Regions from separate parts of the Mus musculus genome. Here region 2 is linked to region 1. Evidence: chromatin contacts called from public ChIA-PET data. All regions are on one chromosome and are shown on one strand. Each heading gives the region's core, a stretch centred on a gene start, on an enhancer-like site or on the middle of the called end of the contact. The rest is flanking DNA. Distances are from core to core; before and after follow the strand shown.

Region 1 (6,576 bases), core at 1,047-3,546:
ATTAACTTAGTACTCTGCTAAGACGAGTGAACCCTTGTGCAGAGGCGATCAGATTCACTCATTTTCTGGGCTACCTCCCTATATACTGATTGTATCTTCTTTCCAGTATGTGAACCACAGCTTATTTCAGCCCAAAGCCTTAAGGTTATTCTTTGCTAGTATCATCCTCCACATTCCAGTAATGGCTAAGAAATTGACTGTCTGTTATCTCTTATTATCTTCTCTCTCTTCTTTGCACCCAGTGCAGCCTAAGCCACCATGGGTTTTCACTGAGATCATAGATACCTCAAAGTTGATTTACCTAGTCCTAGTCTCACTCTTGAGCTTTTCATACAGCAGAGTGATCTTCCCAGAACACAAACCCAGTTACAGCATTCTTCTATTATGCTATCCTTAGAATAGAGTACAAATTTCTTAACCTCTTCTGGCCTTTTCTAGCTCCTTCAAAACATACTGTTTTCCTCTTTATTACAATAAGGATCATGCTTTATCATGATTATTTGTTTCTACTTTATAATTCTGCTTTATATTAGTCTGTGAGGTCCCAGACCTTATTGGTTGCTGTTTTATCCTCAGCACAGTGCCTTGAATCCAAAGGAGTACTGAATGTGTAAGTTCATGCATTTTAATAATACCTCTTGACAAATTAATATAAGGTTTCTAAAGTCAGTCTTTCCTAAGTGCAGCTAATCATATAAGTAAATTATATTTATAGTACATCTTCTTTACATTGTGGAAAAGTTTCTAATTTTTATCATACTTGCTTCTGTCAAGAGCCATAACATCAATATTATGTTCTTTACTCTCTCTCTCTCTCTCTCTCTCTCTCTCTCTCTCTCTCTGTGTGTGTGTGTGTGTGTGTGTGTGTGTGTGTGTGTGTGTGTGTGTGTGTGTGGAGTGGAGTGAGTGGAGTGAAATGTATTTGTTTGGATACATGTAGAGGCCCAAAGTCAATATTAAGTATACTTCTTGATTCCAACAATATTTTTTAGATAGTCTCTTATTGAACCTGGGGATTCAGTGATTCAGCTAGTCTAGTTGGCCAGTGACCCCTAGTGATCTTCCTTTTCTGGAAAAGTTACAGACTTGTGCCATCATACCCAGCTTTTATATGGGTGCCAGGAGTCTGAACTCAGATTTTCATGCTTATAGCACAAGCACTTTACTGATCCAGCCAACTTTTCAGCCCCAAACATTCTAAAGCTTGAGGGTAAGTTAGAAAGGGATATCCATGAGGGAGAAAAATATAGAACAGAAACTACCATGTTTTCTCCCTAAATGTGTTACAATAAAGATTTTTATGTGTATGTCATTTTTTTCTTTTGAATTATTTCCTTAATACCAGTTGTTGGAAATAATAAATGTTGAGTAAAAGGAGAAGTGAACATCTTTAAAAATCTTGAAATAACTAGATTATTTTTCAAGCACAGTGTACCAACAGATAGCCTTGAACAACATGAAAGAATTTCTTTTTAAATCTCACTTTCCACTCCGGAAGTCATTAAATTCTTTTGCTGGTTATAGAAAAACAATCCTTCCCATTCCTCTTAGTTAATACTAGATCTTTTCCCATCTTATCTGCCGACAGCTCCTTCTGCAGGAGCATCCTGACCCTTGTAGACTGTCAGAAGTGAACTTCTGTGGCCCCTGGAGCATAGCATCTCTGTTGTGCATGAGTGGAGAGGGGAGGGATGGAGAGAAGGCATAACACAAACCATGCCATTGTTAGGGATGAGGTCGCTGGGATAATGCTGTGAGAAGGGATGAAAGAATGATTCTCCATTCTTGATTGTTGTGATTTCCAAGAATGAGACGGCAGCTCCCGCCCAGGGAGGAATGGATCTTCACTGCAACCAGATGCTTCTTTTCCCAGTGCTGCTTCCCATTATTTCTGAAAATGGGGTGGAGGACAGCACAGCAGCTGAGACAGATTAACTGCTATGCCAGTTTCCTTCCTTTGAGTGAAAGCCCTAGATCAGAAGCATTCACAATTAGAAAAAAAAAAAAAAAACTCTTTAGAAATAAGAGTATGGCTCAAGGTTCACAGAGTGTAGGAGCCAACCTTCTGGAGTTTGCACCCAACTCCTGCCTTTGTGTAAGCTGCTGAAGCACAAAGAGCTTTCTTTCTGATTTTCCATTGTTCCTACCTTCATTTGGTCTTTCTGTTGTTTCTGCGCTGTGGTAACAGCCATCTGCATTCCTTAATTTATCTTTGACTGCACTCTTGCCAACATGGTCTTTCTATCATTCATCTTATCATTCTGCTGTCTGTCTGAAGCAAGTTGTCTTTGGCTTATCTGCTGCCACTCCCCTCCTGCTGCTGTGTTAGTTCCCACTCTTGTGACCATAAGCCTCATAAGTGCTCTTTTAACCACCATACCTTTCAGGAACTACTTCCTTCCTAAGACTTCATGGCTGTCATACAAGTTCACACATGCCATTTGATAAGGAAATGGGGGCTCTGCAGATGGATCAAAGATGGCTTAATAATTTTTATCAGCATACAAATATAGTCTTACTTTCAGAAATTTAAAAAATGTATGGCGTGGCCTCTTCCCACCAGCAACTGCAGTGTAGTTGAAACAAGATACAACATTTTAATAGGCTCTTTACATTTTGGTTTTCTGTATATCATGTAATCCCTGACAACATTTGGTGAGTGACAAGAGAAACTTTATCTCATTTTTAGGATTAGGAGTCCAGAAAAACTGAGGGATTTGCCTAAGGTCACATAGCTAACCTGAGATCAAACTGGCATTTTTACCTAGGTGCTTAAAGAAGCAAGATGTTTAACCACTTCATCAACTGAATTAGTTCATCTGTAAATTAAGGTAGCAACTAGTCCCACCTCCTAATTGCCATGAGTGTTTAAAAACCAATACTGGGGAGTGTGGTGTAGTATTGACACATCACGGAAGTTCTCAGATGCCAGTGGTTATCTTCATATGTCATGTTTTTGTCACTGTAGTAACATACTTTCTGGGTATTATTTCTTTGGGGGAAAGTGTAGCAAGTACCAACATTGTGTTTCTTCCCTGGATTGCTGTGATATTAGTGACTGGCCTGCTTTACTTGGAAGTCCTGTGTCAAGTGCCTTAGTGATACCAGCCTGATTCTCAATGGTTCTTTTTAATACTGCCTCCCCTTCAAGCTTTATACATTTGTGGGTGAATTACATTGAACTTGATATACTTAAATCTTGAAGCCAAATAAGTCAGAAAATGCCTCAGATGAAAGTCCAAGCTCATGGTTTCAGGGCTTTTAGTCCATGCTTACTTACTGTTGACTTTGGGCCTTGTAGTGAGACAAAACAAAAGCATGGCATTTGTGGTTGAGCAGAGCTGTTCATAGTCTGGTGAGCAGGAAGCTAAAGAGAAAGAAGAAAAGATATAGACAAAATAAAACCCTTCAGGTATACACCCTGAGTGACCTACTTCTTCCAACCAGTCCCACCTCCTAAAGTTTCTACCACCTCTCATCAGCTCATTAATCTATGGGAACTCTCACAAAAGTACTTCACTATGTTTTTTTTAACACTGCTACATTGTGGACTAGTCTTCAACACATGAACTTTTGAGGGATATTTAAAATCCAAACCATAACTACTCATCTATCTAGGACTAGAATTTAGAAATTTATTGTATGTTGGACCATGATTCTTTACAATCTTCCCTGTGTTCTCAGTTACTTTGTGTGTTGGGGGAGGTGTAGTTTGATTTATATTGAAGGGGATCAATGAGACATGCAAAACTCTTCTATACAGATGTTTTGTTTTCACTTTGTAGTGGCCCCAGGACACTTGTGTAATAAATGTGTTGTGTAAATTAAAATGCAACTAAAGATCTCTTCAGTGTTTCTTAAATTAAGTTTATTGTGTGTGATAATTTGCACCTAGAGGCTTTTGTTGTAATTTGTTGTAGTGACTATGGCAGTAATGATCTGGCTCCCAGAAAAGCTAGGCACATGCTCCACATTTGCATTTGGCAGGGCTCCATGGTATATCCTGAATAAATGAATCAGCCTATTTGGGGTATAAGAAACTGAATCATTGGAAGGCTATAGGTCTCATGATCTCAGTGGTCCTCAGATAGGGGAATACCAAAAAATTCTGTGACTGTCTCTTGTAAGATTATTCCTTTGCCTCCTGACAGGAGTATCACATCCTCTCTATGTCACTCACTCACAAAAACACCAAGCTAGGGGAGGAGTGGAGAGTAAAGGGACCATTTACTGGGATCCTAGCGTCTCTGAGGCAAGCTAGGATCACATAAGACCCTTGGAATGAGACAAAATTATAAAGCAGACCTGGGCATTAGTGTTTAAACATCCCAGGACTCTAATTCAGTGAATCTTATTCTTTATTCTGAGAAGGGAGCACTGTCTACCTCACATTTGTGTTTATCCAAACCATATAAGGAACTTAAAAGGGGAGAAGTGGAAATAAAAATTTCACAGTGATTCTAAAGCTGGTAAAGCTAGGTATATGGATTTGATTCTTAGGACAACATTTTAAAATAAACGGATCTAAATTTTCATGATCTTTGGACCAGAAAATGTGCAAGGAGTAAGGGATCATGCACTAAATAATGGATTATAGCCGGAGCCCAATGACGGTGCTGAGTCAAAATAGTTAGCATGGAACTATTTATTTCATTAAAATAATCAAAATCTATTATTTTTAGCTACTTCTATTTTTTTTGGAGGGGACTAGGGACTTCAGACTTTTTTGAGAGACAAATATATGGCTGGTTGAGACTGGGGTCAGTTGGTCAGAGATGGGTCTTAGCAAAAAGAACTTGTGAGGAAAAAGAAGTCAATATTGTAACACCTCATAACTTTTATCTACTGTACAAATGGAATAATAATAATAACTGCTCATAGTGTAATTATAAAGATCAAATGAGAAAATATTATAGAATGATTACTGTAGTTCCTCGTAAAGAATAAATATATATCCATTGATATTGCAAGATAAATACTCCACAGCTTAGGAATCTCCAAAATCTTCTGCTTCCCCATCGGTGCTTTTTAAATGAAGAACAATAGGGAAATAGCATAGCATATTGGGTTTAGCTGTTGATTGTGATGATGTTCTCTCTCAGGTCATCTTGAGTGAGGTAATCCAATCAAAAGAACGCACATGATATGCACTCACTGATAGAGTGGATATTAGCCCAAAAGCTCAGAATACCCAAGATACAATTCACAGACCACATGAAGCTCAAGAAGAAGGAAAACCAAAATGTGGATATGTTGGTCCTTCTTAGAAGGGGAACATTTATACCTTTGTGTTCAAACATCTTTAGTTGCAAATGTTTATTGCAATGAGTCTGTTTCAAGATCTCTGGCTTCTGCTACATTATCAATTCTGGATCCTCACTGGGACTCCTCTCGGATATCCTTTTGTTTCCCTGTGTCATGGAGACTCTACAACTTTGCATCTACAGGACTGGATCCTTTAGGCATTCCAACAGTTTATAGATAGGGTAGATGTTGGGGTGGGCTAACTCAAAGTCCTGGATATGGGCCTGGGTGACTGAGTTAGTCAACCCTCCAGCTCTTCTGCACCCACACCACCAGGGCCAGCTCTCCAGCACTGCCCCCGCTAGCTCACCTCAGTGCTATAGCTGGCAAAGGCAGGACCAGCTCTCTGGCTCTCATACCCTTGGGGTCAGCTCTGTCAAGCTTTTGCACATCAACATGGTCCCAGGCAGCAGCCCAGACCAGGAATATCCACATGGACTTTGGTGGTAACATGGGCCATGGACATTCACACAGACTACTGCTGCTGCATGGCCATGGACCCAGACATGGCCCTCAGCTGCAGAATGGGCTGACACTTCACTATGGTCTTGGGTGGCAGTGCAAGCTCTCACATGAGGCCATTTGTCCTCACCTTCATATCTCCAGCCCCAACTCACTTCATAGTGCTCAAACCATTTTACTTCTCTTTTTTTCTCCCATATCTCTACCACATACTTGCACATGGCAGTGGCACCTGCAGTGGGCAGCGGGCCACATGGAAGCAGGTAGGCCTCTGGGTGTCTTCAGCCCACCAGCACTGCATGACAACAGGTAGACCCATAATACATTTACTATCTTAAGCATGAATTTGAAGCCCAGTTCAAATGCTTCCTATTTTGTTGAACTGTTCTTACATCAAATATTAATTGTATATTCCATGTATTATATAACATACACACAATATTAATATATAATATTAGCAAATTAATGTATTAAATAATAATATATAACATCAAAATAACAAAATCCATAGTTATGTAAAGCTTAATATATGTATTATATATAACTTTATATAGCATTGTAAGATTATGTTATAGTCTTTATATAGGCAAAGAATTAAAAATTCTTTCATTTCCATTACATGAACCTCACAATTACCCTGTCGAGATTATCATCTTCATGTTATAATGGAGAAACTGAGGCTTAGGTCTATGAAAAAGCCCAAGTTTAGACAATTCTTAAGCACCAAATTGGCTCTTTGGTTGTTGTGATATTTTGAATAGGTATGGTCCCATAGACTTCATGTGTTTGAATGTTTGGCCCATAGGGCAT
Region 2 (6,576 bases), core at 2,993-5,492, 86 kb after region 1:
CCTCATCTCAGACCTGAAACTGCCCCTACCTCTCCTCCTGCTGGCTGGTGGAAGCTTCTACCCTAGTCTCTCTTCTGCCTAACCATTGGGTGATCAGCATTTATTGAAAAGGCAAAGAATAAATGGTAAGAACTATTTACACAAATTTGAAACAGGAGATTCTTGGTATAAAGCATTACAATACCATATCCAGCTTAAAACAAGATGGGGGGGCAGAAAATCAGCATTTTAATAACACAAGGGTAAACTTTACACAGTGTACAACAACATTATGCCTACACATACATGTAAAACATACTCCACTTACCAAAGGCAAGCCAGCTATAGTGAACAAAGCAGGAAAGTACAAAACCCAAGCTGGCTGGTGTCCTGCCTGCAGCTGACAGGAGAGTGAAGGTGGCACCTCCAGAGCTCCCTCTTCTGAGGCCCAGGGCTGCAGGGACACTGTGCCTTCTGTGTCTAGAATGAGAAAGCCTTATTCCAGGAAGCTGGATTTGATTTATTATTATTATCACCCCATCCTGTACATAGACAAGCTTGGGAGCCATGTGATTGTTTTGGAGACTTTTGCGGGGCTTGTTGTTGCTATGTGTTCACACACATGAACACTTTGTAATTAACTGCCTTTTATATTTGAGGTTTTTTTAACATAGTTCTAGCATTTCTCCCTTCTCTTTCCTTCCTCCAAATCCTCCCATATCATCCTCTTTGCTGTCTTTCCAAGTCATAGCCTCTTTTTCTTCATTAATTGCTGTTTTACACCTGTCTGCAAGCATAATAGTATTGTTAATATTTGTCAGGGATTGGTTCTTGCCCATGGGATATGTTCCAATTTGGGGCAGTCATTAGTTGGCTATTCCCTGCGGCTGTGCTTCATCTTGATCCCTGCATATCTTGTAGGCAGGACTCATTTTAGGTTGAAGGTTTTGTGGATGGGTTGCTGTCTTTATCCCTGTACTAGAAGTCCTGGCTGGCTAGAGGAGGTGGCCACTTCAGGCTCTATATCTCCCACTGCTGGGAGTCTCAGCTAGAGTCACTGCCATAGACTCCCTGGAGCCTCCCCCATCCCTGGACTCTGGCACATCCTAGAGATGCCCCCATCCTGCCTGCTGCCGATTTCTATTCTTTTTCCCCTGATCTCCCTGCATGTATGTGATCCCCAAACCCCATTCCCCTTCCCATCACCTCTCCCACATAGTTGCCTCCATCCATTCACTTTCAATGTCTATTTTATCTTCCCTTCTGAGTAAAATTCAAGTATCTTTCCTTCGCCCTCCTTGTTATTTAGCTTCTTGGGCCTATGGATTGTAGCATAGGTATCCTCTACCTTATGGCTAATATCCGCTTACAAGTGAGAACTTACCATGCATGTTCTTTTAGGTCTGGGTTACCTCACTCAGGATGACTTTTTCTAGTCCCATTCATTTGACTACAAATTTCATGTTCTTGTTTTTAATAGCTGAGTAGTATTTCATTGTGTCAATGAACCACATTATCTTTATCCATTCTTCACTTGAGGGACATCTGGATTGTTTCCAGTTTCTGGATATTACAAATAAAGCTGCTATCAACATAGTTGAGTAAGTGTCCTTGTAGTATGTTGGAGCATCTTTTCAGTATATGCCCAGGAGTGGTATAGCTGAATCTTGAGGTAGAACTATTCCCAGTTTTCTGAGAAACTGGAGAATTGATTTCTAGAGTGGTTGTACAAGTTTGCACGCCCACCAGCAATGGAAGAGTATTCGCTTTGCTCCACATCCTTGCCAGCATGTGCTTTCCCCTGAGTCTTTTATCTTAGCCATTCTGATGGGTGTAAGATGGAATCTCAGAGTCATTTTAATTTGTATTTCCCTAATGACTAAAGATGTTGAACATTTCTTTAAGTGTTTCTCAGCTATTAGAGATTCCTCTGTTGAGAAAACTCTGTTTAGTACCCCATTTTTAATGGAGTTATTTGGTTTATTCATGTTTAACTTCTTGAATTCTTTGTATATTTTGAATATTAGTTCTCTGTCTGATGTAGAGTGAGTAAAGATCTTTTTTATTTACTCAGTATGCTCATTAAACAAATGTGTATTGAGTATGCTGCGATAGGTATGTGTATTGGAGATACAGAGACAATTGGATCATATGTCATTTACTAGCAACATGTAAGATTGCTTGTCAAGATTGTCTCTCTCAGGCTTGTGAGAAGATTCAGCAGGTAAAAATCACTTGATGCTAGGTTTAACAGCCATATTTCACACATACCCCAGATCCATGTGGTAGAAAGAGAAACAACTCCCAGAAGCCAAGCACCAGGAAGTAGTTACATAAATTCAGACAAGAGATATTTTGTTGATGGTTTTTTTTTAAAATCTCACTATGTAGAGATCCACTATATGTAGGCACCTCTACTCTCCTTATGTACACTGTGGTATACATATCTAGTCACCAATACAAACATAGTTAAATAAATAGCAAATAAAAGCAATAAAGATTATATGTCTCTTCCAATTCCCTGTGTTGAGTTATGAACAAGGACACTGAGATTCTGAGAGGCAAAATCACTTTAAAAGTAAATACACTGGGTCACTCAACTGACTTTGGGTCTGTGCTTAAGGCAAGGGTGGGCTGCAGAAATAAAGATAATCATACCTTTTATCTGTACACCAGACTGATAATTTATTGCAGGTGTGAGGGGAGCACTGAATGATAAGACAAAGGTTATGATAAAAGGTTAAGATTAAAAAGAAAAGGCTCAAGCCGGGCGGGTGGTGTCGCACACCTTTAATCCCAGCACTCGGGAGGCAGAGGCAGGCGGATTTCTGAGTTCAAGGCCAGCCTGGTCTACAAAGTGAGTTCCAGGACAGTCAAGGCTATACAGAGAAACCCTGTCTCGAAAAACCAAACCAAAAAAAGAAAAAGAAAAAAAAAAGAAAAGGCTCATTGTCAAACCAGGAACCTTTATTTTGAAGGCAATAAGAAATCAGTAACTGTAACTGAAGAAATAGTGCTTTATTATCTTATAATAATAATACAAGAGACTGGTATAATTCTGAAAACCCTCTGAAGTGCAAAGAGAATTGGTAAGAAATACTGTGGAAAAAGTGAACAAGAAGATAGTTTTCAAAAGAGACAGAGCTCTGTAAGACATCTGAAGGAGAACAGGAAGCCATTGTTAAGTGTACAATGGCAGACTGGCATGAATGTTGAGAAGCCAGGGAAATCAGAGAGTGACTAGGTTTCTGCCTTTGACAACTGATGGGAAAGGTATTGATGCGCTTCCCTGAGACAGAAAGTGTTGGACAAAGGAGCTGGCTTAGATTCTGAGCTTAACTAGCTGATGGGATATAAAGGAAGAGGCCAGCAGGTAAGGGGTGATGTACAGTAGAAAGCTCTGGAAGGACTGAGCTAGAGATTGAAGTTTTAGAGTTATCATCATTTGAGTGGCATTTAAAGCTTAAGCTTAATAATAGGCAATATGCCTCCAGAGAAAGGCTTTATGGCCAGAGGGAAGTTATAGGAAAGTCTAAAACTAGAGTCTGAGGAATTAAGAGATAGGCAAAGCAAGAAGGAGCCAGAAAGTCAACTGAGAGTATAGAACCTCATCAAAGGGTTTCTTTTTACACCTCCCCTGTGTCTTCTCAGACAGAGCTTATGTTCCTCCCCTGGTGCCATGACTACTCCGTCCTTAGTATAAACCCTCTTTCATCCACCACTGGAGAGTTCATTTTGCAAATCTAATGGAATAATAAGTGCATTGATTCTGTTAACAAACATCCAGGTCACTATGAGACCTGTTATAGGAATTCATTTTGAAGATCAATACAGCTATCATGGAACAGTTTCTCCCTAGAGACTCATTGACTTTCTCTCTTCTGTCCTTTCCAGTGCTAGGAGTGACTAGAGTGTAATTAGTACTGTACATCATGAATAAGCTGGTAATCCTGCCTCGGGCCATGTGGATAGTACAGCCTGAAATAGGTCAGAAAACAGTAGCTAAAGAACCTTATCTCTTCTGATAGGATTTGAATGACTCTAGAAAGCCATCATCTCCCAAAATATTCCTCCCTACCTAGCATATTATCTGAACTTATATCTTTATACCTTTATTTCTTGAGAATATAAGTTTCATGGTTGGAATTTTAAAATGTCAAATGTTTTATTTATGTAATCATGGACTAAGAACCCCCTATGTGGGACTATATTAGGTACATGCTAGGACTGTGTAGTAATAATCTCACTGACACGGTTCTCAGAAACCAAGTGCAAGGAAGCAGAATGACCATAGGTATAAACAAAGCATAAGCTGAAACCTGTCAGCTCCAAGAAAGAAAAAAAAGCATTCAGAAAGGTATTTGTGGGAATGTAATATCTGCATAGGATCTTGAAATCTTCATATGAGCTTGCTAGAAGTAGAGAAGGAATCCAGTTTGTAGGAACAGCATAAGGAGAAAGAATCAAAGAATTACTCCCAACCCCCAAATAGGCAGCTATGCTCAGGGGCTGATGATGCTTCCATCTGCTTTGCTTATGTGTGGAGAGAAAGCAGGAAGTAGGTCAGACTAAGGAAATGTGGACTAAGCTTAGAGAGCCAGCCAAATGAATAATGCTTTGGGCTGGGGTGTAGTACTCTAAACCTTTATCTGTCCTTAAATACCTCACTTCCTTTCTAATACAACAGAGGAGAGTTTGAGATAAGAAGAAAAAAAGAAAGGCCAGTGGAAAGAGAACAAAGCTGCCCTAGAAGATATGGAAGAGTACCAGGATGACCAAGGGTCTAGTCTGAAGGGACAGCTCTGCTTTTGTTTGTGTTTTTATCATTATTGCACAAAGGCATAGTTTTGGACCTTAATCAGTGAGTCTTTAGTAAGCAGTGTCTCATTTAGTGGAGCCAGAAGCTTTGAGGGAGGTAATAACTGCAGGAACCTGCCATACCCTAAATGGCTTCTTAGTCCTGGAAACCTTGACTGTGGTGACAAGAGAACAAAGAAAGGACAGCCAGCCAAGCATGATGGTGTACAACTGTAATCCCAGGATTAAAGTTCAGGAGGCAGAGGCAGGCAGATCTCTGAGTTAGACTAACTTGTCTACATATGAATTCCAGGCCACCAAGAAACAACATACAGACATATAGAAAAGCTAGAATCTTGGACTGTGCTTTCTGTTGAACACCTGCAAACCAGAAACCCAGCTCTGTTTGTTATGTATAACACAGGAGAAGACCTTACCTAGTCTGAGTAGGAGGGCTCTGTAGGGAAAAAGACTTAGTTTGCAGACATTCAGGAAGGGGAAGTTGAGGTTTCTAGTTTTTGTATATACACAGTGCTCACGTATTCTTAAACACTGTTACCTAGACCAGAGGAAGGTCTTGCCATGCCTCTGAGCCTCACTCAAGGAAGGCTCATGAGTCAGAGTCACTGAGGTTCTTGACAAGGCCATGGGCATGTCAACAGTATACATTCACTCCAATCTTCATCTGCTCCCAACAGGAGCCACCTACAGGAAGGAAGCATGGTGCTCACCCATCCAGAGTCTAGTCTTGTCACTCTAAGGGTCACTCTGGGATTGGATAGGCAAACCCCCTGGGTAGAGCAGATCAGGTCTAGGTTATGATAACCTGGCCTTCAGACTTCTCCTAAGCTTTTCAGAGGTGTAACTCATCTCCCATTCAGCCAAGATGGCCACAATGCCCAACCTGCCTCCCTGGGAAGACAGAGGTAATGAGTGTCTGAGGGAAAGAATGTGGCAGCCATATTACTGTCTCTTATCCAAATACTTTTTTTCTCTCTCTGACAACTGTCTTTAAGACAAGGACACTTTCCCTACTTTATTTCACTCACAAAGCCCTTTCTTCTTTTCACAGACTCCCTGAGGAACCTTTCTTCAGCCAGTCATGGTCCCCGCTCTTCTCCAGCTGAGTTCAGCTCCAGTCAGCACCTGCTCCGAGAACGGAAGTCCTCAGCCCCTTCACACTCTAGCCAGCCTACTTTATTCACGTTTGAGCCCCCTGTGTCAAGCCACATGCAGCCTACCTTGTCCACCAGTGCACCTCAGGAGTATCTCTACTTGCACCAGTGCATAAGCAGAAGGACAGAAAATGCAAGGTAGGAGACTGCCATGGCCACCATGCGGGAAAGTGACTACTCAGGGCCTTTGACTCTCTAGTCCCTGAATTTCAGTTTTAATGTCAAGGGAGTAAAAATGCTTACTTTTTTAGGCAAAGAAACACAAAGATAACAAGACATCTTTTATATAAACCTTTATATAACCTTCATAATTTTTGTTTTGATCTGTGTTACTACAAAATCATCATTGAATTCCAGAGAAATTATTGTCTCATTATCAGCAATCATGTTATAAAATATTTGTTTGATTTGGGGTTAAAAAGCATGAGGGTAAGTTTCAGAACTACAGCATAACAGTCAATTTCTTGCTGCTTTAAGAGTTCAGCTAGAACATAGTGGAGCATGTGTCCTTATTCCATGTTGGAGCATCTTCTGGGTATATGCCCAGGAGTTGTATAGCTGGGTCCTCAGGTAGTACTATGTCCAATTTTCTGAGGAACCGCCAAACTGATTTCCAGAATGGTTG

Evidence for each region. ChIA-PET counts read pairs in DNA pulled down with a chosen protein or histone mark.
Region 2: an SMC1A ChIA-PET map of the G1E-ER4 cell line shows a contact between it and region 1, with 9 read pairs. The contact joins two enhancer-like sites. A contact is called at or near these places in 1 of 15 datasets of contacts at CTCF or cohesin (the G1E-ER4 cell line) and 1 of 484 Hi-C or Micro-C datasets (LSK cells).

Annotation. Positions count from the first base shown.
Region 1 is chr7:97,181,900-97,188,475 of GRCm38.p6, forward strand. The region is part of intron 1 of Gab2 (growth factor receptor bound protein 2-associated protein 2); the gene reads left to right. Among named protein-coding and RNA genes, the nearest start is that of Gab2, 100 kb to the left of the region's middle. Within about 2 kb of position 2,297, at least 39 of the 459 cell types and tissues checked have an H3K27ac peak or open chromatin away from gene starts, as enhancers often do. A contact at or near this core is called in the G1E-ER4 cell line, where this site is marked.
Region 2 is chr7:97,265,954-97,272,529 of GRCm38.p6, forward strand. It overlaps Gab2 (growth factor receptor bound protein 2-associated protein 2), which reads left to right. Exons shown (of 10, transcript NM_010248.2): 3 at 5,849-6,089. Among named protein-coding and RNA genes, the nearest start is that of Usp35, 63 kb to the right of the region's middle. Within about 2 kb of position 4,243, at least 50 of the 459 cell types and tissues checked have an H3K27ac peak or open chromatin away from gene starts, as enhancers often do. A contact at or near this core is called in the G1E-ER4 cell line, where this site is marked.